Linked DNA regions of Zea mays: all the other regions are linked to region 1. A link is a contact called in public Hi-C data. All regions are on one chromosome and are shown on one strand. Each heading gives the region's core, a stretch centred on a gene start, on an enhancer-like site or on the middle of the called end of the contact. The rest is flanking DNA. Distances are from core to core; before and after follow the strand shown.

Evidence for each region. A called contact is a pair of places that touch in the nucleus more often than the background predicts.
Region 2: a contact with region 1 is called in a Hi-C map of leaf, with 10 times the contacts expected there. The contact joins the promoter of LOC100194012 here to the promoter of LOC103642486 in region 1. A contact is called at or near these places in 4 of 25 Hi-C or Micro-C datasets (ear, leaf, leaf mesophyll and 1 more).
Region 3: a Hi-C map of endosperm shows a contact between it and region 1, with 3 times the contacts expected there. The contact joins the promoter of LOC103642493 here to the promoter of LOC103642486 in region 1. A contact is called at or near these places in 3 of 25 Hi-C or Micro-C datasets (bundle sheath, endosperm and leaf).
Region 4: a contact with region 1 is called in a Hi-C map of leaf, with 6 times the contacts expected there. The contact joins the promoter of LOC100286156 here to the promoter of LOC103642486 in region 1. A contact is called at or near these places in 2 of 25 Hi-C or Micro-C datasets (ear and leaf).

Annotation. Positions count from the first base shown.
Region 1 is chr1:195,433,351-195,440,759 of Zm-B73-REFERENCE-NAM-5.0, forward strand. LOC103642486 (pentatricopeptide repeat-containing protein DOT4, chloroplastic) reads left to right here and starts at 4,469. Exons shown (of 1, transcript XM_008665751.3): 1 at 4,469-7,409. The coding sequence starts at 5,109.
Region 2 is chr1:195,675,720-195,683,128 of Zm-B73-REFERENCE-NAM-5.0, forward strand. It overlaps LOC100194012, which reads left to right and starts at 3,905. Exons shown (of 9, transcript NM_001139075.1): 1 at 3,905-4,217; 2 at 5,688-5,801; 3 at 5,879-5,947; 4 at 6,056-6,075; 5 at 6,148-6,200; 6 at 6,279-6,309; 7 at 6,408-6,486; 8 at 6,678-6,811; 9 at 6,918-7,177. The coding sequence starts at 4,034. The coding sequence ends at 6,968.
Region 3 is chr1:195,605,012-195,612,420 of Zm-B73-REFERENCE-NAM-5.0, forward strand. It overlaps LOC103642493 (oxysterol-binding protein-related protein 4C-like), which reads right to left and starts at 3,544. Exons shown (of 4, transcript NM_001329465.1): 1 at 3,359-3,544; 2 at 2,460-2,627; 3 at 1,598-2,350; 4 at 1,125-1,524. The coding sequence starts at 3,361. The coding sequence ends at 1,264.
Region 4 is chr1:195,298,599-195,306,007 of Zm-B73-REFERENCE-NAM-5.0, forward strand. It overlaps LOC100286156, which reads left to right and starts at 3,425. Exons shown (of 2, transcript NM_001159044.2): 1 at 3,425-3,715; 2 at 3,796-5,952. The coding sequence starts at 3,912. The coding sequence ends at 5,861.

The DNA of each region.
Region 1 (7,409 bases), core at 3,219-5,718:
CTCGCAAACGGGAAGAAAACTATAAGGAAGAATACCGTGGTATTCAAGTTGATCATAGGATCACTTGAAAGGGGTTGAGTGCAACCCTCGTCCATTAGGACGCCACAACGTGGAGGTAGGTAAGTGTTATACTTGGCCGAACCACGGGATAAACCACTGTGTCTCTTGTGTTGTCTTTCTCTGTGATTATTGTGATTCGCAAGAGCTCGCTCTATAGCCACTTGGTTCTATTGCACTCACATCTTTATAACCAAACTTGTGGCTATTTAGTGTTGAATTTTACAGGATCACCTATTCACCCCCCCCTCTAGGTGCTCTCAGAGCTCAACAACTTCAAAAGGAACAAAGTTTGGAGCCTAGTGCCACGTCCAAAGCAAAATGTTGTGGGAACCAAGTGGGTGTTCCGCAACAAGCAAGACGAGCAAGGAGTGGTGACAAGAAACAAGGCTCGACTTGTGGCAAAAGGTTATGCCCATGTCGCAGGTTTGGATTTCAAGGAGACTTTTGCTCCTGTGGCTAGGCTAGAGTCTATTCGAATATTATTAGCCTATGCCGCTCACCACTCTTTCAGGTTGTTTCAAATGGATGTGAAGAGCACTTTTCTCAACGGGCTAATCAAGGAGGAGGTGTATGTGGAACAACCCCCTGGCTTTGAGGATGACAGGTACCCCGACCATGTGTTTAAGCTCTCTAAGGCACTCTATGGACTCAAACAAGCCCCAAGAGCATGGTATGAATGCCTTAGAGATTTCTTAATTGCAAATTCTTTCAAGGTTGGGAAAGCCGATCCCACTCTTTTCACTAAGACTTGTGATTGTGACCTTTTTGTATGCCAAATTTATGTCGATGACATAATATTTGGTTCTACTAACCAAAAGTCGTGTGAGGAGTTTAGCAGGGTGATGACTCAAAAGTTTGAGATGTTGATGATGGGTGAGTTGAACTACTTCCTTGGGTTCCAAGTGAAGCAACTCAAAGACAGCACCTTCATCTCCCAAACGAAGTACACTCAAGACCTACTCAAGAGGTTTGGGATGAAGGACGCCAAGCCCGCGAAGACACCAATGGGAACCGACGGGCATGTCGACCTCAACAAAGGAGGTAAGTCCGTTGATCAAAAGGCATACCGGTCTATGATAGGGTCATTGCTTTATTTATGTGCTAGTAGACCGGATATTATGCTTAGCGTATGAATGTGTGCTAGATATCAATCCGACCCAAGGGAATGTCACCTTGTGGTCGTTAAGCGGATTTTTAGATGTTTAGTTGCTACGCCTTGCTTCGGGATCTGGTACACCTTTGACTTGATTGGATACTCAAACTCCGACTATGTTGGATGCAAGGTTGATAGGAAGAGTACATCAGGGACGTGCCAATTCCTAGGAAGGTCCCTGGTGTCTTGGAGTTCAAAGAAACAAACCTCTGTTGCCCTATCCACCGCTGAGGCCGAGTATGTTGCCGCAGGACAGTGTTGCGCGCAACTACTTTGGATGAGGCAAACCCTCCGGGACTTTGACTACAATCTGAGCAAAGTCCCACTCCTATGTGACAATGAGAGTGCAATCTGCATGGCGGATAATCCTGTTGAACACAGCCGCACTAAACACATAGACATCCGGCATCACTTTCTGAGAGACCACCAGCAAAAGGGAGATATCGAGGTGTACCATATTAATACCGAGAACCAGCTAGCCGATATCTTTACCAAGCCATTAGATGAGAAAACCTTTTGCAGGCTGCGGAGTGAGCTAAATGTCTTAGATTCGCGTAACTTGGATTGATTTATAGCATACATGTGTTTTATGCCTTTGATCATGTTACTTTGCGCATTTATGAAATTTGCTGCTTATTTATGGTGCTCAAGTTGTGCAAGAGATCCCCGGACCTCACAAGTCCATGTGTGTATGATGCACATATTTAGGGGGAGATGTGCTACAACTTGACCCTTTGAGACTAACCCGTGTGTTTGAGTATACTTGATCTAGCCTCAAAGGTGAATTGAAAGGGAAAGGTGAACTTGGACCATGCAAAGACTTTCACTGTACTCTGGTATTAGTGTACTCACCTCCAAGTTCGTACTTATGCTCTTATTGTCTTTTTGCTCTTAATTGATAATTTTGGTGAGGCAATGGGGTTAAAGGGCCAATAATGATCCCGTTTTGGTGCTTAATGCCAAAGGGGGAGAAATTAAGGCCAAAGCAAATGGATCAGCTACCACTTGAGAATTTTGAAAATAGTGAGAATTATTGAAAATAGTAGAGTTAGAATTTTTGATTTGTCCAAAATACTCTTATTGCAAAATTTGGCCTCTTGTGGGGGAGAATTTTTGATTGGCAAAAAGGGGAAGTTTTGGTACTTGATCAATTTTTCCATTGGAATATCTCCCTTTGTGCCTAATCAAGTGTGTTTGACTTAGAGATAGGAAAATGAATTTGATTTGCAAAAAACAAACTAAGTGGTGGCAAAGAATGATCCAAATATGTCAAAACTTGTGCAAAGACAATTTTGTTCTCAATTGCATTGATGTTGCACTTCTTTTGGTTGCTTTTGGATGTGTTGGCATAAATCACCAAAAAGGGGGAGATTGAAAGGGAAATGTGCCCTTGGGCAATTTCTATTATGTTTTGGTGATTAAGTGCCCAACACATTTAATTAAGTTCTTATGTGAAGAGAAAAGTGCAAATCAAGACATGAGGTATGTTTCTAGACTTAGTACATTGTTTTGAGTATTAGCATATTTTGTCTAAGTGCTAGAAATAAGAAAAAAAAAAGAATTGCAAAAGACTTGGCTGGGTGCAGCCGAAGTCCAGCTCTGCCTGGCACACCGGACTGTCCGGTGGTGCACCGGACAGTGTCCGGTGCGCCAGGCTGGTTTCCGGTGAACAGGTCGCTCTCGGGAAAAGTTTGGCGGCTTACGGCTATAATTCACCGGACTGTCCGGTGAGCCAACGATCGCCAGGGCAACGGTCGGCCGCGCAATCCGCGGGCGACGCGTGGCCCGCACCAACGATCGGCAGGGGGCACCGGACAGTGTCCGGTGCGCCAACTAGCCCGGAGGTGCAACGGTCGTCTGCGCCAGAAAAGGAAGGAGATCGGCACCGGACCGTCTACAGTGACTGTCCGGTGGCGCACCGGACTGTCCAGTGCGCCACTCGACAGAAGACAAGGATAGCCTTCCTTGTTGATCTTCAACGGCTCCTAGCTGCCTTGGGGCTATAAAAGGGACCCCTAGACGCACAGAGGAGTTACCCAAGCTTATAAGAAACATTCTAAGACTCCAAGACTCCAACTTCACGCATTCGATTCTTTGTGATAGTGACTTGAGCTCCATTTGAGTTGTGAACTCCGTGCGTTATGTTTTGAGCTCGAGTTGTGACTTGTGTGCGTGATTGTGCTGTGGATTTGAGTCTTGTGTGTGTTGCTCTCCCCTCCCTTACTTTTGTGCTTATTTTGTGATCATCATTGTAAGGGCGAGAGGCTCCAAATTGTGGAGATTCCTCGAAATGGGAGAAAGACTAAGAAAGGAAAAATTGTGGTATTCAAGTTGATCATCAGATCACTTGAAAGGGCTTGACTGCAACCCTCGTCCATTGGGACGCCACGTCGAAGTAGTCAAGTATTACTTGGCTGAACCACAGGATAAAAATCGCGTGTCTCTTGTGTGCTTTCTCTTTGATTATCTGTGTTCACAAGAACTCGCTTCAAGCTACTTAGCCGTTCTAATTTTCATAACTAAGTTTTGTGGCTATTAGTGTTGAATTTTACAGGATCACCTATTCACTCCCCTCTAGGTGCTCTCAGAAAGCGCCGGCGCCTGCCAGTCGGGCAAGCCAAGGCCGCCACTAGTAGGGCCCTCTTCTCTGTGCTTGCTCTGCTGGAGCGCGCCGCCGAATAGCACAACGCCAACGGCAGCCTCTCATCCGAGCCCCACAGGTACGCGTTGTAGTACCGTACCGGGTGACCATGCCCCACAGGCCACACGTCCGTGGTCGGATGCAGGGTGGAGCCATAGAGGTACAGCGACAGGGATAGAACACCGAGTCCTTTCGCGGGAACAGCCGGACCAACTCCCCTGCTGCGCCTGGTTGAAGACGTGTCCAGGCGCCGTGTACTTGTTCGACCGGATGATCGCCCATAAAAGGTACATCCAATCTACTTAGAAAGACATACCGTGTGACCGCATAGAAAGGAAATCGAAGGCTATCGCGTAGGATAGTTTGGCAAGGCCGGGATACCTGCCGACTTGATGGAGATTCGGTATAGATTGAATCTATAGCAACGTCAAGATAGAGCGTGCTGATAACGCGTTGAGAACTACGTTACCATGGATCACCATATCCTCTCCTTGTAATCGTTCAGAAAAATTGATCCATATCCTCGCCCTCGTGCCCGGTCCTTATTTGGGACACCGAGGGGAATATTTTTACCAAAAAAACAAATATTCACTACTTGATAATAATTACAACATATCTATTATTACAGACAACAATACAAAAGTAGATATAAATAACAACACAAAGCATAGCTGATAAGTCACAATTATTTTAACTTAGTAATAATTTCAAACGAATCACAAAATACGTAAATAAATAATCACTAGATTTTTTATCTGGTTTTTAACAAGACCTTGCGGACCATAGGGTACCTGCCCAGAACGGGTCTGATTCCCGTGCGGCCCGTCCCATGGAGAATTTTGCCATAATGGCATCCCTATGTGCTAGTGTGCAGCGATGGAGATGGCCTAGGCTGGCGTGGTGGGCCGGTGGCCCAGTTCTTGCCATCAACGCCGCCGCAATCTCATACTGCTCCTTCTCTAACTCCGGCGGCGGAGCCCATCGCGGTTGCCTCCACCACCAGTCCACGGCTGTCACCGCCGCACTCCTCCACACAGACACCTTCTAGAGTCTAGGTTCCCCAGGCCCCACTTGCCAGGGTCTATCTTATGATCTTATCCCCTCCTGTTATCTCTGCTTTCCCCCTTTCTCTCTTCCGAACCGTCCCATTCCCGCGCTCTCGGCTTCTCGCCCGCCTGCCCCTCCGCCTGTCAGCGCGCCGGTCGTCTCGCCTGCAGGAGAGTTCGAACTCTGCTCCTTCCAGCCACCGTAACCATGGCGACGCCTCCGCTCTACTCCGTTTCCACTCACCACCGCGCCCCACCACCATGGCCGCCTCCCAAGGCTGCCACTAGTCCGCGAATAACCTTTCGGTGTAGCGTGCTGGCGGCACCGGCTGGCCGAGTCCTGGAGGCGCCCACCGCTGCTCCAAGCTCATGGAGCACCAAGAATCCGCCAAGTCGGGCCCTGAGTTCCGACGTGAACCTGCGAATCCAGCGCCTCTGTCAGGCGGGTGACCTCGCGGGCGCTCTGAGGCTGCTGGGCTCTGACGGCGGCGTCGACGTGCGGAGCTACTGCATGGTCGTTCAGCTCTGCGGGGAGGAGCGGTCGTTGGAGGCTGCCAAGAGAGCGCATGCCTTAATTCGCGCGTCCAGTGCCGCTGCAACGGGTGGAAAAGGGAGCGTCCTTGGGAAGAGGTTAGTGCTGGCGTACCTGAAATGCGGCGACCTGGGCGAGGCAAGGACGGTGTTCGATGGAATGCCTCCTCAAGCTGCTGATGTCCGTGTCTGGACTTCGCTGATGAGCGCGTACGCCAAGGCGGGTGATTTCCAGGAAGCTGTCTCCCTGTTTAGGCAGATGCAGTGCTGCGGGGTCAGTCCGGATGCACATGCTGTTTCCTGTGTCCTCAAGTGCGTTTCCAGTTTGGGCAGCCTTACGGAAGGCGAGGTGATTCATGGATTACTTGAGAAGTTGGGTCTCGGTCAAGCATGCGCGGTTGCAAATGCTCTGATTGCCGTGTACTCGAGGTGTGGACGGATGGAGGATGCGGCACGGGTATTTGACAGTATGCATCCCCGGGATGCCATCTCTTGGAATTCTATGATTGGTGGATGCTTTTCAAACGGATGGCATGGTACAGCTGTTGATCTTTTCAGCAAAATGTGGTCTCAAGGTACGGAGATCAGTTCAGTGACAGTGCTCAGTGTTCTGCCTGCTTGTGCGGGATTAGGTTATGGCCTTATTGGAAAAGCGGTGCATGGATACTCCGTGAAATCCGGATTGCTTTGGGGCCTTGATTCTGTACAAAGTGGGATAGATGATGCTGCTCTTGGATCCAAACTGGTATTCATGTATGTGAAATGTGGGGACATGGCCTCTGCAAGAAGGGTGTTTGATGCGATGTCATCGAAAGGTAATGTGCACGTATGGAATCTGATAATGGGTGGGTACGCAAAGGTTGGTGAATTTGAAGAAAGTCTCTCGCTTTTTGTGCAAATGCATGAGCTTGGAATTGCCCCGGATGAACATGCCATTTCTTGCCTTCTGAAGTGCATCACTTGTTTGTCTTGTGCCAGGGATGGCTTGGTGGCTCATGGATATATAGTAAAATTGGGTTTCGGGGCACAGTGTGCAGTTTGCAATGCACTGATATCATTCTATGCAAAGTCCAACATGATTGGCGATGCAGTCTTGGTGTTCAATAGAATGCCTCGTCAAGATACCATTTCTTGGAATTCTGTGATTAGTGGATGCTCTTCCAATGGACTAAACAGTGAAGCTATTGAGTTGTTCATAAGAATGTGGACACAAGGACAGGAGCTGGACTCAGTTACGTTGCTAAGTGTTTTGCCAGCTTGTGCACAGTCACGCTATTGGTTTGCAGGAAGGGTGGTTCATGGTTACTCGGTTAAAACTGGATTGATTGGGGAAACATCTCTTGCAAATGCTCTTCTTGATATGTACTCAAATTGCTCAGATTGGCAGAGCACTAATCAGATATTCAGAAGCATGGGTCAAAAAAATGTGGTGTCCTGGACAGCAATGATCACGAGTTATATGAGGGCAGGACTGTTTGACAAAGTGGCTGGGTTACTTCAAGAGATGGTACTAGATGGTATCAGACCTGATGTCTTTGCAGTCACAAGTGCCCTTCACGCTTTTGCTGGTGACGAATCTCTGAAACAAGGCAAATCTGTCCATGGTTACACCATCAGAAATGGAATGGAGAAGCTTCTTCCTGTTGCCAATGCACTTATGGAAATGTATGTGAAATGCAGGAATGTGGAAGAAGCACGGTTGATTTTTGACCGTGTGACGAATAAGGATGTAATCTCATGGAATACACTGATAGGAGGTTACTCCAGAAATAATTTTCCCAATGAATCCTTCAGTTTGTTCAGTGACATGTTGCTCCAATTCAGACCCAATGCAGTGACCATGACTTGCATCCTTCCTGCTGCTGCAAGCATTTCATCCTTGGAGCGAGGAAGGGAGATACATGCTTATGCACTTCGAAGAGGATTTCTGGAAGATAGTTATGCATCCAATGCGCTTGTGGACATGTATGTTAAATGT
Region 2 (7,409 bases), core at 2,655-5,154, 240 kb after region 1:
AGCAATAAATATTGTTTATTTCCTCTCTTCTCTTCTCTCCTCTCCTCTCCTCTCCTCTCTATGCCATATTACTGCTTTTAAACTAAGGCGACACTGCTAGAGGCACTATTATATGTCAAGTTCATATATTAAGAATTTGAACTCTAGCCTATTGATGATGATAATTGTTCATTGTCTGAAATTCCTCTATCTGACCTCTATGTATGTCTGAAATTCCTAAACAACATTATGTCCATGTTTGTGTGTTAATATTTTTTGGTCATTATGTCATGAGTTTGTGTTAATAATCTGAATACTAAAGCATGTGGTAGGCACCATTATGTCTAAAATTCCTATACACATTGCTTATGATTGTTTGAGGATTACACCTGTCTTGAGTTTTTATATTAATAATCTGAATAGTAAGGTTCGTTGTACCTTGTAACACTTGAGTTTAGTTGTTGGCTCTGAACTTTGAGTTTTTTTTTACCAAATACAACATCAGATGTAATTTTACTACTGTGATTAAGTTGTATCACATATTCACAGTAGTATTAATGTGTTCTTCAAGCAAGTCAATTACAGTGAGCTTTTAGTCATGAATTTACAGTAGTCTATGAAAGATCATTCTTGAATTTTTGCCTTTAAATTGTCTTGTTAAATTTTGTATACTACACTACTAGGTGAGTGCTCGTGCGTCACAGGCCCGAGTTTCTCTTCAACGTCATCCCGACGGCTCGTGGATGTCGTCCTCCATCTCATAACAGTATAACACACATTTGTATATATAAGTTATCGAGCTATTATATGATCCCGTTGCAACGCACGGGCACTGAGCTAGTTATCCGTGAAGGAGAGACCACGACACAGCCCGGCGTAGCAGAGTTGAAATAGACGATGTAATAAGATGAGATGCTTGTGGACCGTCTAACACAATAAATCATTTTAACGTTATAAGACTGTCTCTAATAGATCGTGTATATGGTCACATAAAATAAAATTAGATATAGAAAATATGATAGATAAGGATACAGGCTAATTAAGCTAGGTTGAAACTGTGTAGGCCGAGGGAGAGAATGCTTTTTTTATCTATTTGGAAGACCAGCTAGCAGCCGTCCTCTAATGCATCAGTGTGCCGCCAAGGTAGTCATTATTTATCGGGACGGTAGGGAAGAAACGGTTGGCATAGGATAATTAGTTAATTACTCCACTGCTCCTGGTCCTGCGTTTGTTTGACCAGTTTGGTGAATTATGCGGCGCCGGCGATCGACACGAGGCTTTTTGTTCAGCGGAGGAGCGGCGTACTCCCGGCCACCGCGCACGCACGGCCGAGAACAATGAACAAGAGATAGGAGACACCGCACAAGTGGGGATCTACGTCCTCATCATAATAAATATTTCCTCTATTCTCGAATATTTATCGTTTGTTGTTTTTAACTAAAATATGATAAATAAAAAAACAGAGAAAGTATCACTTATCGAGCCTATAATAAGCACAAACTACTCTATTCAACAAGTCAAGACCCCACTCATAATCGATAAGTAGAGCCCATAACAAACACCAAATACACTCAACGATCTAACACTATTTTAAAGCCATACATCTAGGTGATGGCAAACCACCGAGATTTAAAAAAATCATGCATCTTAGTATAATGGCAAATGCCACTAGATGCAATAACCAAATATAAAATATAGAGATCACTCACTTCGGATGAATCAATACACCTTCCACGAAAAAGAAAAAGCATGTGGTATTTAATTTCTTTAATTCTAGTAAGTTATGGATTTTATGTGGTTGTAATATTTAGACTTCATAAATATATGGTCTAGGGTTGGTCTGACATGGTATGACATGCTTTAGGACTAGATTAGACTATTTTTTGGTTTGGTACGACATAACCCGAAAGTTTTTGGGTTTTCTCGGTCCAAGTCTATTTGGACCGAAGCATGATGGGTTCAGCATAATTTCCAGCACTAATTTGGCACCTATTAGGAGTATCTCTAGCAAATCCTCTATTTCAAACTTCACACCGTAAATGATGTCAAATAGTGTCATCTAGGATATCATATCCCTTGTTTTACACTATCCTCTGAAAGACAGCCTTATGTCACTTGCATTACCATTTTCACAAACATGTCTAAGGTGGAGCTTGCACGCAAACATGTCGTCCTAGGTCCCAACTAATCAACTATGCTATCATATTTCTGTATTAAATTGAACATAAAATTACCTACATTTTTAACCGACTTTGAAGTATGACCATATGCGTAATGAAACACACAACTGGCGTTGTTCAGAGTCTCTAACCTCACTCATACTCTCCATAGATTAATCTGCCGATTTAAATTTTAGATAATAGAAACAAGTTTCAGACTTTTGCACTTCCATACATACAACCTTATGAATAATGACTTATAAGTTCATAAACAACTAAGAAAGGATAAAACATTCAATTGTTTGGAACCATAAATAATTTAAACAGCTTCAATTCTAGCATAGGATCGTCATTGATGATTCGTGAAAATCTCCATAGCCACCACCTCTAAGGATTGACGTGCATTAAGGATTTTTTGTGTGATTTTTCTTTCTCTGCAATAGTTTTCAAAATCGAAAATAATGTGTTTCTCCAGAAAATAACCTACAGAATTGACGGTATGAGTATATGATTAAAAACCATATCATTACGACAGAGCCAAATGGACAGAAACATTGATGTGCCGATTTTAATAAATCTATGGAATGAACGCAACAAACAAGACCCGGTGAAGTATCATTTTTGCAAACTAAAATTCTTATCCGATAATATTACATGGAAAGATGGACGTGCTATAGAGCACCGCGCGCCGCTCCGACCTTGATATTCTTGCTCCCTTCCTCCGTGATGTCCGAGCCTTGTTCACACATACGGAAATAAACCGAGAATTTGCGGGCAAATCCTAGGAGTTCGTTTGTGTTAATACGAAGAGAACAATTTAAAAAGAAATCGAGCACGAACGAACGCGCGCAACGGACGAGAACTGTTGCCACGCCACATCACGTGCAGTGCATGGGGGCGTAGGTGTGGCATACTGGCACGCTGGCTATACCACGCAGCCTAGCCTCGCTACCAGGAGACTGGCGGCCTGTAGTATGCTTTCTGACTGTCATCTTCACACACTCCTCGTCCTCGTCCTCATCCAAAATGTCTCCCTCTATAGTGAATGTGTCAAGGCGATCATCCGGACCGACTGTCGGGAATCTCACCTCCCAACCTGATTTTTGACGAAATTCATTGCAAAAATTGCCCTCTCTCGGTAAGAATAACCAGTTAACCACTACTGGTAGAAGCAAAAGAAGCAAGGAAACCGAATCACAGACAGAGACTGGTTCGCATATTCAATTTGTTTCTAGCTAGCTAGGCCACTGAATCGGCCGTTTTGGCTCGATCGTCATCACAGCAATGTGGGTGTGGCTATCATTATCAAGCAGCAGGTGCAACTCAAGCTTTAGCAAACCGGATGTGCATTAAAATTAAGGATGCGAACGGGTTGGTAGCAGGCCGGGCCGATCGATGAGTTGCGAGTTGCGACTTGCGAGTAAGCACTGCTCTATGTTCACGTCGCCGAAATCAATTATCAAGCTCTCTTGATTGATTTTATCAAATACCTCATACTTCTTCTGAAGGGATCATTGTTTGTTTGATTTTGAAGGGATCGTTGTCTGTTTAATTTTGGACAGACCTTTGAAAATGATTTACCCAAATCTTTCGGGAGAGAAAATAAATAAATAAATAAATAAATAAATAAATAAATAAATAAAAACGAGCCAGGGCCCAACACTAGTCGGTTTTCGCCTAACACTAACAGGCCGGGCCGGCGGGCCCCAGGCCACGATTCCTCATCCAGTTTTTTAAAACTGCTTCCTGCACCTCTGGCCCACCACATCCCGTCGCGTCGCGTCGCGGATTACGGAGGAACCCTCTAGGCTCCGGTTCCGGAAACAGCGGGCGCCATTCCCGGGCGAGGAGGCCGGCCCAGATCCGAGTACGGCGGCGGCGGCTGCGGCGGCGAGATGACTGGTGGCGGCCCGGCCGCGGCGTCGCAGGCGTACGGCGAGGCATGGTACTGGGACGAGCGCTACCGCAAGGAGGCCGGGCCCTTCGACTGGTACCAGAAGTACCCGGCCCTGGCGCCGCTGCTCCGCCTCTACCTCGCGCCGCACCAACGCCTCCTCCTCGTTGGCTGCGGCAACTCCGGTGAGTCGCTCTTTCTTTCGGCCGGCCAGCGGGGTTAGATTGTTTCTCCTTCTTACGGGGAGGGGGATGGAGGGCACCGTGGCCTGGGACCTGGGTGCTCAGCGGCGCTCGTTCATACGTTGTTCTGCCCCTCGTTGTCCGGGTCTCGGCTGCCGCGTGTGTCGCTGAGCGCTGGTGAGTGCGGAGACGGTCAGACGGATGTGCGGTTCGGGTGCGCAATGTAGCCGTCCTGTACAAACCAGAGACTCTTCCCGTTCTCGGATAATTCAGTACTGACCATTTCTATTGGAAGGGTCTGATTGGATGGGGGCATTTGACCACCTGATCATGTATTGATCGAATGAAAACAATGAGCCGGTCCTAGCTCACTCGCGTACGTCCTGTATACAAGTATATTCTTTACCTTCTGTACCGGTGGTCTGTTTTTAAACATGCCAAAGTGAAAGAGGGGACAATGGTACCACTGAGATGCTGGCATTTGGTGTGTGTGATAAGGGTCCCCTGCGCCATTGCTAAGGAATATACAGTGAGAACCCTGACATTTCTGGGAGCCTGGTACCATCCTGTCCCTGTGCCATGACTCTTACGAATTCTGGCAACACTGGCATTTCTGAGCCTGGTACAATCCTGCCCCTGTGCCATGACTGTTATGAATTCTGGCAAGGTCTGGTCACTAGGTGTCTGGTTAATTTAGCAAACTGGGAGTGCAGCTATTGCCGTAGTACTTCAGATCTTTCAAACTTCATGAACCTAGTTTTTTCACCCACATGGCATGAAATTTTGAGGTTTGCTTTCAATATAATACATTTGTTGGCCATACTAATATTAATTAGTTCTATGTATTGGATCTTTTTTATGCACGTGGAACTGAAATGTGAACTTTGGTAAGTGGTATCATTGTAGAGGTACAACCGTACAACAGAGTTCTAACGGTAATAAAAGATGGCACAAAGATGGCACGTGCACATTCATGAAAAACTCATCCTAATTCATTCTAAGCAAAACTGCACTAGTATTATTTTAACACTTAGCTTTAATTTCTGAATGCAGCTAGAGGTTATTGATTGTTTTATTGACTTAGTTCACCCCTCATAGTTGTTCAAGATGAAGTCGAAAGTACAAGTAATATAGGATCAAATGACTTATATCGCCGGAGAATTATTCATCTTAAACCACAGTATTTTTATAAAACCAACTTTGCATTCTTAGCTATGGAGATGGCTGGGTTTGTAGTTAGTGTTTTCTGGGTGGTATATAGTTTATTCTAATAAGAATTGTCGTTCTCACTCCTTTTGAAGCTGCAACGCATGAACTGTTCATCAATTCTTGCTTTGCTTGTGGATTCATATAGTCATTAGTCGCAAGCATGCATAGACGTGCTTTCGTTTGTTAATTTTAATGAGCTATTTAACCACAATATGTAGTCTAGTGGAATTACTTATGTGGTTTATCTTCTTTTGATTATTGCAGTCTTTGGTGAGAACATGATTGACGATGGTTATCAAGATGTTGTCAACATTGATATATCTTCTGTGGTAATTGAGCAAATGAAGAAGAAATACCACGATAAGCCTCAACTTAAATGTATGGTCTTTGTTCTTGAGTACCTCTGCAGTATATCCCACATAATCTGATACCGTGTATTTCCCTTGATTGGCAAGACATGAAGATGGATGTAAAGAACATGTCAGATTTTGAGTCTGGTTCTTTTGATGCTGTTATTGACAAAGGTACAATTATCATTGCAGTACTTGACAGCATTATGGATGCAACTGCTAACATCTGTAAACTGATGCCCAACATGTCATTAGTTTCTAACCCCTTTTTATTATTTGCAGGAACACTGGATTCTCTTATGGTGAGTGTACTTTTGTCAGGACGCTTTGACATTCTCCCAGTGTGATACTCAGCAGCATCTCTTGTATTTCAGTGTGGTCAAAATTCCCAAGAGAATGCAACGAAAATGCTAGAGGAGGTCAACAGGTAAATAATACAATGATATTTACCGTGATATATATTGCTTGATTGGATACAGCTTCTATTTACCGGTCCTGCATGCAGAATCCTCAAGGAAAATGGTGTCTACATGCTGGTAACCTGAACTATTTGATTCTTTATTCTTTAAAAGATGTGGTTATTTTGTGCTCATCTGGTGTCTTTAACAAATTTCTGACTCCTATAATGTCTTAGATCACTTATGGGGATCCAAGTTACCGCTTGCGTCTCTTGAAGGACATGGAAAAATGGACAGTAAAGCTCCATGTCATAGGTTAGTTAGTTACTCACCATCAGGCCAATTCAACTGCACCTTCCGGTATTTGCAGAGCTCCAATCACATTGACCTTTTCTCATATCCAAAGTAACGTTTAGATTCATGAATGTATTCCAGAGTAGCTATGTTTTCATTTTTCATGGTAAAATGCTTGTGCTTACAACTGTAAGTGTACTGGGTTATTGCAGAAAGATGGGAGAAAAGTTCGAATCAGAACAAATGGGAACTGACAAAGCCATTGCCTCTAGAGGACCATAGCACATCACTAGCTGCACTTCTTGGCCCCAAACCTGATGTCCACTACATCTATGTCTGTGTAAAGGTTAGCCTTGAGTAGTTATTCAGAATGTTCAGAACTTTTTTCCCCTTAAACTCTTCATCGTACCATTTAACTCATCGGTATTTTGCTATCGGATGCATCATCTCAGGGCAACGGTGGCGCAAGTGTGGATTCTAAAGCTGGAGAAGCTGCCAATTGATTTCTCCTATAACCCTCTGAACTGACGTGCGTAACCGGTGTAGCAAATAATGTAGAGAAATAGAACAGATGTTGTACCTCGAATTGATCGTTGTTGTTTTATTGGATAATAACCAGCGTGTGAATTGTAGAACAGATATCGCACCTCAATTTGCAGTTGTTTCATTGAATAACCAGTGTGTGAATAATGTAGAACAGATGTTGTACCGCTTGTTTCAGTGTTTCATGAATTCGATTGACCCTGTCAGTGATCCTGTGCTTGTACCGGATGTTCTAGATCAACTGAGTTAGATGTTTGCATGATTGCATCATTGCATGGTACTTGGGATTAGGCTATCAGCTGTGTAGGTTACTTATATCCTTATATACTATTATATTATTATATATTACTATTTGTAGTTTAGTTAGCAAGATTCTTTATTCTATATCATAATCTTCTGGA
Region 3 (7,409 bases), core at 2,294-4,793, 170 kb after region 1:
GACGAGTGGATCGTCGAATTTCTAGGAGTTAGGCCCCTGTCGCCTGCTTGTTGTGGTCCTTGGTCGTGGATTATTCTTTAGCCGGATGTCTCTTTTCTCTGTTGTTCTTCCGGATGGGTTCCTTTGCCTCCTCGGGAGTGTTGTTTTGTAATAAGTGCTATCTGGACACAACGTTGTGCTGTTGTTGTGCGTTAGGTTGGTTCTTTCTCTATCGAGTGTGCTCGTTATTGTTTAGGACGCCTAGCGTAGCCTTTATGTGTGACCGCTTGTTGGTTGACTTTTGCTACCTTTGCCTGTGGGTCTTGTAATAAACCTTTCTTGCCTATTTTCTAATGAAATATGGGGTTATGCCCCGTTGTCAAAAAAAACATCGTTAGGGTGTGCAACGAGCTTTGCGGCGGCCCTCTTGGTGGCCATATCCTTCTCCTTCCACATGGCCGCACACCATTGCCGGTGGAAATTCATAGCGGCCAACGAATATCCTGCTTTGGTTTCGCAGATGTTGCAGATTACCCTCAAGTTACGTTCATTTAACTAGTTATCATTTAAAACTAAAGTTCTTTATCGGTCTTAGGAACACCCAACTTCCCACAAAATGAAGACAGACAATTTTTTGCTAAGACTATGATTTCGGATCGAAGGCTGACGTTGCCTAATTAGTTTTGTGATTCTACCTCTATGGTTTCAGATCAAAGACTGGCGTTAAATATGAGATGAAATGATAATTTTGCCCTTGCAGATTTGCCCTCGTTTATATGATTCTTGCTGTCCAACGTTTGTTCCATGAAAAGAAAATGTTGTGCGTTGTTTCGTCGCTTTTTAGTGTGGACCGTGGATTCATACAGTATTGTTTTTGTTTCTCTTGGTCTGAGAGCCCACTTTGTTTCCTTCACTGAGTGCTCATTTGCCGCCGATCTGTCATTAGAAACCGTGGCTAACTATGCGAAAAAAATTTGGTGCAGCCCTACTGCAAACCATACTGTTTGCAGCCTCTTAAAAAAGAAAGATAGACCCCATCTATAGGTCCACCAGATAACGTTTTAGTTGTGTTATTACTGCTGCTGCGTGTGAGGTCTATTTTTATTTTTTGTGAGGAGCTGCAAACCAGACTGTTTGAGCAGGGCTGCACTAATTTTTTTTCTTACTATGCATGCATAACAGCATTCTCAAGGCGACGAAGCTAGAAGAAAGATGTATTCGACGTTCACGTTCGTTCGTCGTATGTTATCAGTGAACAAAGATCTGCTGCTAGTGGACTTGGAGTCACAAAGGAGAGGGGACGACAATAGGAGCCGGCGGCACGGAGTCCTCCAGCGGCCAGCACTCCCAGTCGCCGTGCTTGTTCTGCCACAGCGAGAAGTGGCTGGGAGTCCACACCTCCCCCCGCTCGTTCCTCTCCTTGGCGAGCCGCCTCGCCGTCTCCTCCACCCGCCGCTTCGCCTGCCTGGCCGCCTCCCAGTCCTTGTTCAGGATCGCGGCGCTGACCTCGGCCCAGACCACGGCGGACTCCGAGGCGGACACGCCCTGTGATGTAGCACGATCAGCATGCACCGTTTGTTCACCATCAATAACTTACTGGTGTCCTGTCGTCTCCTACCTTTCTGTCTTGCACGACGGGCGTGGCCAGGTCAGCGATGGTTTGCCGTGCGTCGTAGAGCACGGAGACCTCGCCGGTGGCGACGTCCCTGAGCGAGACCTGGCGGTCCCAGAACCCGTCCACCTCGCACAGCGTGTCGTCGGGCGCGGCGGAGCGGAAGACCCTGCCCCTGACGCAGCGCGCGTCGCCGCCGCCGAGGCCGAGGAAGGAGCGGCGGCTGCGGCGGTAGCTGAGCGTGGCCTCGAGCCCGGACTCGGCGCAGGAGACGCGGACGTCGCCGGCCCACTCGCAGCCCGGCGACGGCAGCAGGCGGATCACGAGGCCCGGGCACCCGACGGCGTACGTCTCGGCGTGGCGCGGCAGCCGCAGCTCCCGCGCGCCCCGCACCGCGGCCTCCACGCTGGCGCCGTGGAACCGCGGCGCGGGGCTCTGGCACCACACCAGCTCCACCTCCCCACGCGCGTGCGTCGCGTGCAGCGCCGTCACGGGCGGCCGGTGCGAGACCTGCTCCAGGAGCACGTTGAGGCCGGCGGACGTGGAGACGTGGTGCGTCTCCCCGAGCACCGGGTTGTAGGGCGCGAAGCCGAAGATGGGGGGCCGCGTGGTGGAGATGCTCCACGCCACCACGGCGCACATGCGCTGCAGGCTGTCGGCGCCGCGCGCGCACCGCGCCAGCATGTCCTCGCCGCCGCAGTACACGGCCTCGCCGTACAGCTGCAGCTGCGACTTGGGCAGGTTGAACGTCGCCGGCAGCTGTGTCGTTCCAGATGGTTGAGTTGAGCCACACAAGAGTCAGCGTAAGCTGGTGGTGGGCAGTGGGCAGTGGCGCTCGCACGCACGCAACGCAACGCAACGCAGGTACCTGGAAGTGGGAGAGGTCGGAGCCCGGGCGGACGTTGCGGAACAGGCTGAGCACCCGCTGGCCGAGGTTGGCCGGGCGGAGCTCCCCCGCGAGCCCGCCGGCCCCCAGCGACAGCGGCGGCGTCAGCACGGCCGCGCGCGCCGCCTCCGCCTCGCCCTCTGACTCCGTCTGCGTCACATCAGGTGATCAGGATCAGATACGACAGTCAACAGCGTTTGTTATTTTGTTTTTCCGAACGAGATTGGAATGCAGGCGCTCCGCCGATCGAGACGCTGGCACTGGCCAAGTGGAGGCGGGCGTCAGATTTGGCAGCGCGTGCGTGCGCGCCAAAGGTTTTCCCTCTACTATAATTAATGAACGAAGAAACAAATCTCGGACCTCCCGAGGCCGGGCGACGACCGACGAAAGGCGGAGGGGAAACGGCTACGCGACGGGGACGGGGACCGCCCGCCTGCCCCAGATAAGAAATGTTGGAAACTCCTTTTGTGTGTGCTGCAACGTGTATGTACAAGTACAAGTATACGGGTGGTAGGTAGGTAGCCTCCTTTTCCGAGAGTGTGTATACGCGGACCATACGTATGCAGTACTTTGTCTGTGGAGCGTGTGGCCATGGCGACGGCGACGGAAAGGTGCCGCCGCCGAGAGCCAACGGAGCACACGCACACGCATACGCCGGTTCTTGTGTAAACGGAACCTCTTTCCTTTTCTCCTAAGAAATGTTAAAAGCGAAGCGAAGCTAGCGATCCCGAGGCCACACGCGAGTCGCAAGGTGACGTCCGGGAATCTCATTTACTCCGACCAACGACGGCGCATGGACCGCCGCGGGTCACGGTGGCCGGCAGTGCGGACGACAAGGCAAGGCAAGGCAAGCAGGCGGGCGGGGGAACGCGCGTACGTACCATGTGGGCGGGCGGGCACGCCGGCGGAGAGGGAGGAATGATGGAGCGAGCGAGCGACCACGAGCTACCGGCGGACGACGGCCAGGGCCAGCCAGCCAACCCCTCCTCTCTTCTCTCCTCTGGTTTGCTTTCTTTGGCAGCTCCGCCGTTGTTGGTGTTGCTGTTGGTGTTTGGTGGTGTTGGCCCGAGGCTAAGCTAGCGCGTCGTCAATCTATTTATAGCCGCCACGCCCACGGCACACGCATGCGCCAACCCGGCCTGCCTGCCAGTGCCTGCCAGCGGCGCGACGACGTCACCTCCTCCGCTCCCGTGTGGGCGTCAGGGCCGAATTTTTTGCATTTTGATCCTTCATCGGAAAAAAATTCACGTTTGGACCCTAGAAAATTTTAATGTTATTTTTTAACCCTTTACTCGGCGCCGTAGCCTGTGGCGCCGAGGTAACACAGCTCAGCGCCATAGGCTATGGCGCCGAGGTACGTGCTGCGTTGGCACAAACGGACGTCGTGGCGCCGACGTGGTGCCGAGCTTGGCGCCATAGATCTTGGCGCCGAGCTCCGTTTTATACAGAAAACTTATCTAGCTCAGTTGGTAAAATACAAGGCTTTTAACCTTGTGGTCATGGGTTCGAGCCTCACGGTGCGTGTTTTTAATACTTTTTGTCTTTGTCATTTATTTCTTTTTTTGTTGTTCATATTTTTGGTTTATGTCGCTAATTTGTCCGTCCTGATTTATTTCTCATCCAGTTTTATTTTTGTGACTGATTTGTTTATTCGTCCAGATTTTTTTATCCCGCGAGCACAGCAGCTGTGTGCCACAGTGCTCACAAGCCATCAACTTCTCCCCTTGTTTGCTCAGCTAACCACAATAAAAATCAAATGAGAACACTCTTACTTCAATCGTGATCAAATAAAAATATTATATTTTCATTTAGTTCTTTTGAACATAAATTTTAAATACATAACAACATATTTCCAGTAAAAAGAAGCACACATATTCATCTTTTTTTCTTCTGCACTAAATAAAAATCTAGACGAATAAACAATCCAGTCACAAAAATAAAACTGGATGAGAAATAAATCAGGACGGACAAATTAGCGACATAAACCAAAAATATGAACAACAAAAAAAAGAAATAAATGACAAAGACAAAAAATATTAAAACGCCCACTATGAGGCTCGAACCCACAACCACAAGGTTAAGAGCCTTATGATTTACCAACCGAGCTAGACAAGTTTTCTATACAGAATGGAGCTTGGCGCAAAGATCTATGGCGCCGAGCTCGGTACCACGTCGGCGCCACGACGTCCGTTTGTGCCAACGCAGCACGTACCTCGGCGCCATAGCCTATGGCGCCGAGCTGTATTACCTCGGCGCCACAGGCTACGGCGCCGAGTAAAGGGTCCAAAAATAACATTAAAATTTTTTAGGGTCTAAACGTGAATTTTTTTTCGATGAAGGACTAAAATGCAAAAAATTCGGGCGTCAGGGCAGGCCGAGGCCTTGTGAAACCGTGTCGTCGTCTCCAGCCCGAAAGCGCGCCACTCCACCGGCGGGCGGCGGCCCCAGATATGCTTGGACTCCTGCACGCATGCTCGCCGGCAGGGCCGCGTCTTCCCAGTAGAATTCGATTTCTGCTGCTTCACGGTTTTCCCAATGGGAAGTGATTTCATTGGATTCCTAACGGCGAGTAGAGTATGAAGCTGATAACAATTGATTGTTTGTTGATTCTATTGACACTTCCAACCGGGAGGCACGGATGCACGAATTTTTTTTAGGGGTGACTGAACTGATAGAGCGATCTAATCTCACTAAATCATTTATAATAGATAGATATACCAGTTTAAAATAGTCTTTTATTAAAATGTTGATGAAGTATAAAAATCATAAAATACATAATAAGGAAATAAAGGACGGACTTTATCCATACCAAAAGACCGAATCAGGAATAGACACAAATTGAAGGTCGAACCGTAACCGTTATTCATCCGAGAAAGCAACCTACACAGCTAGACATAATCGACCAGTCAAATATTCATGGACCTTCAAATTAATAATTATTCTCTAGCCGCATAGTCGGAGACGTGCCGACACTGTGGGCCCATGGCAGGCCACAGGGCGTAGGCCACATGTGTGTGACGGCGTAGGAGAGAGTGTGTGTAGGGATGGCGACACCGACACGGCGTGCGTGGAAGAGAGAGAGAGTGGCATGAAGAAGGCCATGAAGAGAGCACTATGCGGGGAACTAGGGAATTGAGGGTATGGTTTGTTGTTGGGCTTATGTTTTTGATAGTAGGATGTACAATTAGTGGACTAATATTTTTTATATAAGTATTTTATATAATATATTATATATGTTTAAATTTTTAGGAGGCTCCATGGACTCGGGAGAGATAGGGGTTCGAGCCCCATCCGCCCCACCGCTGTCACTGTCCTTGGCAGAATGTCTACCTGCATCGTGGAATGTGGTTCACAACTTCGATGTACATACAATGTCAGACTCATGTAAATAGAAATGCCTTAAATATGAGTCCCTCTGTTGGTCATATTCTGTACTTTATAGAAATTTATCGGTGTTTCGACCCGAGGGTCCTAACCATCTAATAAATTTGCGCTGCATGACCTTGTTCCAGATGATTGATGCAAGAAGACATACAAGATTTAACCTGCTTCGAGCAAGAGAAGGTTCTACATCCAGCGGGGGAGGGAGGCTAGTATTATCTTGCACCTAAGTGCTTGTAGTAGGGGATACAAGCAAGTCGAGAGATGGAGCGAGTCCCAAGTCTCTAAGTATAATTGAGGCGAGTGCCAATATCATAAGTGAGGTGGGTCGTGAACCGTGAAGTCCCCCCATAGAAGGCCCCGGGCTTCTCGTTTTATTGCAAGGAGGAGGCTCAGGAGAACAAGGGTTGTTATGTTGTTGTTGTGGTCATATGAGATGTGTCTGTGCCCTATAGTGGTATGGTCAGTGGGATGGCCCTCGTCCTTGTTGTCGCTTTTGGTCAGGAGAATGATGTCTGATCCATATAGCATGTTCTCTTAACTGGGTAGAGTGCCGATGCTGGGCTTGGGAGCATGTGGCATGTGTTCGAGCCCTAGCATGTACAATGGTGCGGAAGTGCCGAGTCGGAGTGGTTCGAAACATACCTGGCATGGTCTTCTGCGAGGTTTGTGGGAGATCATGTACCATTTAATGTGCGTTCTCCCTTGCTGGGGCAGTTGGCGGAGGTCGGGCTCGGGCGAGGTAAATATTTCTCCTGAGGCCGAGGCTGGGATTAGACGTTACATGTAGCCATGCTCTGGGTGGTTGAAACAGTGGTCGGAGTGGGGGACAGAGCCATTCGTGGCATGACTATCGTCGTGGGCGGTAAAGGTAGATTAGACCGTAGTCGTGTTGGCTTTTGTTTACTTTGGCACCTTCAGCTTGGTAAGCAAACATACGGACACACGTTCTGGGATTAGAGTGGTTGACAAGGCGGAGCGTCACCTGAGACTGGTCTCGGGCGAGTCGGGAATGTGTTTCCTGCCCAAAGGTTGAGCACGGTCGAGTCGTGACTTTGGTTCCACGCGCCTTGATAAAGGTTGGGAGCGTGTGTGCTTATGACCCTTTTTTTACTCAAACATCTAGACAGTTTAGGTTTGTGATCTGGATATCCCTAATTACGGTACCAACAAAATTATTATGAAATTCAGTTATGTATAGTTGGTCATCGTTCGGTACTAGAACATGCTCACGACATACATGAACTATCTAAGGAACTCAACCAAATTTCATGTACGCTGCTCTATGAGTTTATGGCTGGCGATATTATTGCCACGCTGCTATTTTCATGGAATGATTTTTGCTATCTTTTTTCATGCATGCTGCCCTAGGTTAAGAGAACCAGTATTGGGATCTGAAAGTAGCGATCTGACACACTGCGGTGATCTTCTCTGTTCCACCTGCTCGATGCTGAATCCATGGTTGCAAGCTGACTGACAACGAACTAAGCGGCTCTTGAATGTGATATGACCAGCGTGCTATTGCATTTTGCTATCATCTCTACTACTTAT
Region 4 (7,409 bases), core at 2,175-4,674, 140 kb before region 1:
TTTTCACGGATAGAGTTAACAAGATGAGGATCAAGGACAATGAATGACCTTAGCATAAGCCGGACGACGTCGTGGTCTGTCCATCTCATGCTTCCATAGCTCTTGATTTTGTTGACCAGGGTCTTGAGCCTGTTGTACGTTTGAGTTGGCTCCTCCCCCTGATCATTGTGAACCTTCCTAGTTCGCCTTCCACCAATTCCATCTTGGTGATCATGGTGGCGTCGTTCTCCTCATGTGAGATTTTGAGGGTGTCCCAAATTTGTTTGGCATTATCCAAGCCGCCCACCTTATGATACTCTTCTCTGCACAAGGATGCTAAAAGAACAGTGGTAGCTTGTGCATTTTTGTGAATTTGTTCATTGATAAACATGGGATTATCCGTACTATCAAATTGCATTCCATTTTCTACTATCTCCCATATACTTGGATGAAGAGAGAACAAGTGGCTACGCATTTTGTGACTCCAAAATCCGTAGTCCTCTCCATCAAAGTGTGGAGGTTTACCAAGAGGAATGGAAAGCAAATGAGCATTGGAATTTTGCGGAATACGAGAATAATCAAAAGAAAAGTTTGAGTTGACCGTTTTCTTTTTCTCGTCGTCGTCGTCTCTTTGGGAAGAAGAGGACTTGTCGCTGTCGTAGTAGACTATCTTCTTGATGCGCCTCTTCTTCTTCCCATCCTTCTTCTTGTGACTTGAGCCCGAGTCAGTGGGCTTGTCGTCTTTTGGTTCATTGATGAAGGACTCCTTCTCCTTATCGTTGATCACCATCCCCTTTGCCTTAGGATCCATCCCTTCGGTCGATTAGTCCCTTTCGTGAAGAGAACGGCTCTGATACCAATTGAGAGCACCTAGAGGGGGGTGAATAGGTGATCCTGTAAAACTTAAAATTTATTGCCACAAAAACTTGGTTAAGTGTTAGTGCAATAGGATCAAGTGGATGGAGAGGAGTACTTGTGAAACACAGAAACCACAGAGAAATAACATAGTAGACACACTGGTTTATCCCGTGATTCGACCAAGTACAAAACTTGCCTGCTCCACGTTATGGTGTCCCAATGGACGAGGGTTGCACTCAACCCCTCTCAAGTGATCCAATGATCAACTTGAATACCACGGTGTTCCTTTTTCTTATCACCTTTCCTGTTTGCGAGGAATCTCCACAAGTTGGAGTCTCTCGCCCTTATAACAAATATCAAAGTGAAAGCACTAGAGTAAAGGAGGGAAGCAACACACACAAATCCCAGCAATATGCACACACACAAGCCAAGACTTGAGCTCAAATGAAACACAACAAGTTCACCACTAGAACGGAGCTCAAATCACTAAGAATGTCAATCGAGTGTGCGAGGATGGAGTGCGGGAGTCTTAGAATGTTCAGAGTATGCTTGGTGTTCTCCTTCATGCGCCTAGGGGTCCCTTTTATAGCCCCAAGGCAGCTAGGAGCCGTTGAGAGCAATCCAGGAAGGCAATTCTTGCCTTCTGTCGGGTGGCGCACCGGACAGTCTGGTGTGCCACCGGACAGACACTGTTCAGTGTCCGGTGCAGATTGCTTTCCTAAATTGGCGCAGCCGACCGTTGAAGATTTAGAGTCGTTGGCGCACCGGACAGTCCGGTGCCCCCATCAGACCGTTGGCTCGGCCACGCGTCACGCGCGGATTGCGCGGCCGACCGTTGGCGTGGCCGACCGTTGGCTCACCGGACAGTCCGGTGAATTTTAGCCGTACACCGCCGACGAATTCCCGAGAGCGGCCAGTTGACCAGACGCCAGCCTGGCGCACCGGACACTGTCCGGTGCATCCAGACTGCGCAGAGTCTTGGCAGCTCCAGTCAAGTCTTTTTTCCTTTTGTGTTTTCTCTTATTCTAGCACTTAGACAAATATGTTAGTACACAAAAACCAATGTACTAAGTCTAGAATCATAACTTTGTGTTGATTTTCACTTCATCCACTATTTGACACTTATTAATACTTAAGGCATTTGTGTTGGACACTTAATCACCAAAATCCTTAGAAATGGCACAAGGGCACATTTCCCTTTCAAGAGTATAATTTTCGAATCTATCTCCATATCAAGGTCAAACGAAAAGGTTTAGGCCCTGTTTCAATCTCGCGAGATAAACTTTAGCAACTATTTTTTAGCTACCTTTAGCCATTTGTAATCTAAACAGGAGAGCTAATGGTGGTAATTGAAGCTAAACTTTAGCACTTCAATTCATATAGCTAAAGTTTAGCAGGAAGCTAAACTTTATCCCGTGAGATTGAAACGGGGCCTTAGTTTCACAATAAATCTACCTCCGTATGAGGCCAAATGAAAAAAGGTTATTGTTCATATGCTAATGAATAAGTCGAGGGCTATTTATTCACTCCCTTACGTAGCATTTTATTTTTAAAAAATATTTTTTTATCTGACTTTGTATGAAAGTAAAATTTATATGAAGGTAAAGGTGACCAATATAGTGCTTATAACCTTTCAGTTTTTTTGAAACCTTTTGGGTGCCAAAAATTAGCAATATAGTGTTTAGATACGTATTTGTAAATTTGAACAGTATGTTTATTATTGTAGCTGAACACTATGTTTATTATTTTGGTGTAATGGTGACCTTCAAAAGAAAAGATAACTATGTCTTGAAATATGAAAATGTTTATTATTTTTATGTTCATTTTATTTATTAATGTTTTCTAGGTGATTTGTTATTCTTAAGATTTATCTGTTCAATCTCTACTATCTATTAAGTCAATAGTGTAGACTATCTTTGTGCCCCCACTTCCCCTCTCCACGTGTGCCCCCACCTCCGCGACATCCACGCGACTCCACGCACACGGAGCTCCGACTCCACGAAACCCTCGCCCACCTGCGTCGGATAGCCAATCTCCGCACGCGACCTCCGCAACCTCCATAAACTGCTATTGTAGCTCCATGACATTTGCGCCGACGACTCCGCGGCCTCCTCCACCACGATGACTCTACAACACCGTGCGCCCCATCGCAAAAACCTACGCAATGCGCCATGCGGCTCCCACCCGCCGTGCCCCCGCCTTCCCTCCGCATACGCCATGCTTGTCGTTTCGTATATATGTTTTATACTATTTTTTACTTCTGTGGCAACACACGGGCACATATCTAGTCATTATATTATGCTACTAATGGTACGGTATACGTTAGCAGGTGCGGATATACGTAAAATATGAGCATCTAAATTTGTGCTACAACCACAATTTGCAAATAAAAAATAGAAATCCTGAACATTGAAATGACGTAATTTAAATCTCACCGTTGCGATTGGCTGTAAGATTTCTTTTTTTGCATTTCTCCATTTGATGAGGCAATTAATTATGCAAAAGACGAGATATATAAATAAACACTTTTCTGGGCTTTGAAGCCTTTGATCCTCGCGCGACGGCCCATCAGGTACTTCCACTCCTCGTCGCCGGAGCACACCCAAACCCCAGGTTCCCCGCCCCAACTCAACTTCTCCGCCGCCGACCGCACCGTCTCGTACTCGTGCACCGCGCGCGCCCCGCAGCTTGCGTCATCCCACGTCCTCGCGCGGTCTGCGCCTTCTTCGCGGCCGCCTCATCTGCCCGCCCCTCTCCACCAAGGAGCTCGGGCACCGGCTGCCACTGCACGATCCTGCGCCGGCGACCGTTTGACGCCGCCGCCTCAGCAGCAGCAGCAGCAGCAGCGTGCTACTTCACTTGGCACGCTCTCCTTCTGGTATGAAGGCATCTTGCGGCCGCGGGGAATATCGATCTTAACATTTGCCTTATTTGGCGTACTTTTATTTTCGCGTGCAGACTGGGCGCTGAGGGTGCGGAAGCTGGAGTCGTCATCGATGGCGACCGTGGAGTAGCACCCCAAAGCTGGCGCGCTTTTCTTGCCGTCCTGCCAGCGCTTCTAGCTTGGTTTCCCCATGATCCTCCGCAGCGCACTAAGGGCTGGTCGCAGCCTCCGGCGGGTTCCCCTGGTTCAGCTCATTGTGGAACACGGTGAGCCGTACCGAGCACCACACCGGTGTGCTACTGATACCCAGGATGGTGAAGAATCATCGGCTGTTTTGAATTGGTGGGGGGACACTCCAATCGGTCACAGGTATCAGTTGCGGGCTTACTCGCCTGCTCCTGCACATGTTAGGGATGAGAAACCCTTGGATCATGACGATGGGGCGGTAATGGCGGATAAGGAGGTCAATCGAATGAAGAAGATGCGGGTGTTCTGGACCGCACAGCAGACTTTCATGGAGTACCTCCATGTCACACGGGGGCTGAGCTTTCCCGACGCGGAGCATATAAGCAAGCACTCACCTGTCTTTGTGAGCAATCTGCTGCACCAGGTGAAGGATGCTATCAAGGACCCTGTGGAGGGGGATGAGGCAGCGTTCAGGTCAAAGGTGAAGACAAAGGAGATAAGGGATGAGAGGGCCACCAAGGCGTTGGAGCGTCTATTCAGGTATTATCCGATCAATGAGTTCGAGCCATTCTTCGAGAGCATGGGCCTCAAGCCGAGTGAGTACCAACCCTTTCTGCGTCGGGATCTCATGTTTCTTTCCGATGACGAGACGGTGCTGGAGAACTACCGTGTTCTTTGCAATTATGGGGTTATGCGCAATAAGATAGGGCAGATATACATTGGTGCTGCGGAGGCTTTCAGTTTTGGTGATGGTGTGCTTGCGTCCAAGCTCAGAGCTCTTGAGGATCTAGGGTTCAGTAAGTCCACTGTGATAAAGCTTATGGCCTGTTGCCCTGCCGTGTTGACATGTGGCCCACATGCCGAATTGAAGATCATAGAGTGGCTAGATGACATTGGCATTCAGAGAGACTGGATTGGTCAGTTCTTATCCGTAAAGAAGTCGTATAATTGGAGAAAGATGGTTGAAGTTCCTCAGTTTCTTGCTGAATTGGGATTCGATAACGAGGGTATTGGTAAACTGATCAGGCAACACCCAGATTTCTTGTTGGATGGCTCTGGAAATGCACTGTTTAGGGCAGTTGTCATTATGCTGAAAGCAGGGTCCGGAAAAGGAGACCTGTTCAATCTTTTCCTGGACTTCCCAGACGTACAGGCGAGGAGTTTTGCGAGGAACATACAGAGCGTTACGCTATTCTTAACTGACATCGATGTGAGCGAGGAGGATATTAAGAAGTTCGTGGTAGCGAACGCCTCGATGCTCGGTTCCGCTCGGGTGAAGAAGGCAAACAGCATCCTTACATACCTCAGCGTGGGGAAGAAGCGTCTGTGGAAGATCATAAGGGAAGAGCCACGCCAACTAATGAAATACACACTAGGGCTAAAGGTCAGCCGCCTGCCGCCTTGCGACGAAATCGCCGAGAAGTCACTGAAGGAGAAGGTGAAGTTCCTGAAGAACGTAGGGTTCGCGGAAGGCTCCAACGACATGAACAAGGCGTTGAAGGCCTTCCGCGGCAAGGGCGACGAGCTACAGGACCGGTTCGACTTCCTGGTGAACGCTGGGTTCGAGCCCAAGGACGTGTCGCACATGATCAAGGTGGCACCGCAGGTTCTGAACCAGAAGACACACGTCCTCCAGTCCAAGATATCGTTCCTTGTGAACGAGACGGCGTACCCTCTGAGCGTTCTGGTCGGGTACCCCGCGTTCCTGTCGTTCACCATAGAGAGAACCAAAGCCAGGTTCCTGATGTACGACTGGCTGCGAGAAAGAGGGCTGGTCCCTCCGAACTTCGCACTGTCCACCTTGTTAGCCTGTTCGGAGAAGCGGTTTTTTAAGTATCTGGTCCTGAAACATCAGAAGGGCCCGGAGGTCTGGGAGAAGCTCAAGAAGGAGGTGGCTGCAGACAAAAACGCGCACTGTGCTTCAGAGGATGATCAGCATGCTATTGTTTCTTGAGCAATTAATTTTTTTATGGAAAAGGCAGTGGGGGTGTCTTTTCGTGTTTTGATTAATGAACGATGTACATGGACGGTAGAAACTGATATTGTGACCTACTCCCTTCGGTCTACTACTAGTTGTTGTTTTGGATCTTATAAAATTTTGACTACAAATAGCTGTTTTATTATTTAGTATTGAAATCTAATGTTTATATATACTGATTTGTCTAAAAAGTACTTTTATAAAAGTATAAATATATTAAAAGTTTATTTGTTTTTTAACAAAAAATATTGGTCAAAAGTATATTTTGACAATACTGTCCTAAACGACAACTACACAGAGTAGTCCCTCAATGTTGTCTTCGCTGGTCTAGACAGGCCTAGGATCTGATTATGGCACACCCAAGCTTTGTAAATATCATTGAGCATCAGCTATTTGCATATGAGCTAAAATCTTGCATGCTAAAAAGAAGGAATAGCCGAGTGCACACCATGCGCTGTAGTTTGGTTTGAGCGTATGTTTGGTTTAGTTGTAGACTGTGAGCTGACAAATATATATATAAAAAAAACTGAACTGAAAATTTGTTTAGTTGAAAAGCTTGTAACATGCATGACAAGAATCTGTAAAATCTAGAATATGAGGTGATTCTGAATTGATGCCACACCCAGTTTTAAAGACAAACCCGGATACGGCTAATATATGCGTCAAAGAAAATCAACACATACAATGACTCGGTGTATAGAGACGAATGTCACAAACTTTATTACATAACGAAAATATTTTACAAAATAAATGAAAATAAATAAATCGAGCGAATATTATTATTTCCTTTGTGTCGTCAAGCTGATTAGGAGACGACACCTAGATGTCGTCGAACTCGTCCTCCTCTGGTGGCACCTGATCTTCACCTGTGGGAGAGGAGAGTTTATTGCAAGAGTGAGCTCACATATATTCATCACTCAACAAGTGTGGAAATAATATGCATGAGCTTACTTACGGTGTGGGCTCATGTGTAGTGTAAAACTGATCAACAAATAATGTTAAGACTGAACATTGATTTTAATAAGTTAGTCAAAAATTTATTAGCAGATACTAAGTATAATATATATCACCCCAATAAAATAAAAGATCACAATTGATAAAAACTCCCAAAATACAACGCATATGACAAATTAAGTTTAATTCCATAAGTTAATCATGCGAGAGTTATGGGTCGCACTTGACCATGAGCATGACCGATATAACAGTTTTACATACTATAGAGGTTGTACCCTTTACCCACAAGTCGTGTATCCCATCTAGCCAGAGTTTGTAAGGCCCTTAGACACTCCCGAGGTGAATGGAAAGGGATCCACTACGATGCCTTTAAAAAGTTTCACTAGCTTCAGAAAACCCGCTAGCGATATAGGAATCTCTCGTCCAAAAAGCCTCGTAGCATGATCGATCCGAGAACCTCCCTATACCGGCAACTCCTCTATCGCCATCGCCTCTTTCGGGTAAGATAGTTCTACACTAGCTTTCCTAATTAATCAGGCAAGGGCGTCCCATTCCACCCTTGTGTTAGCA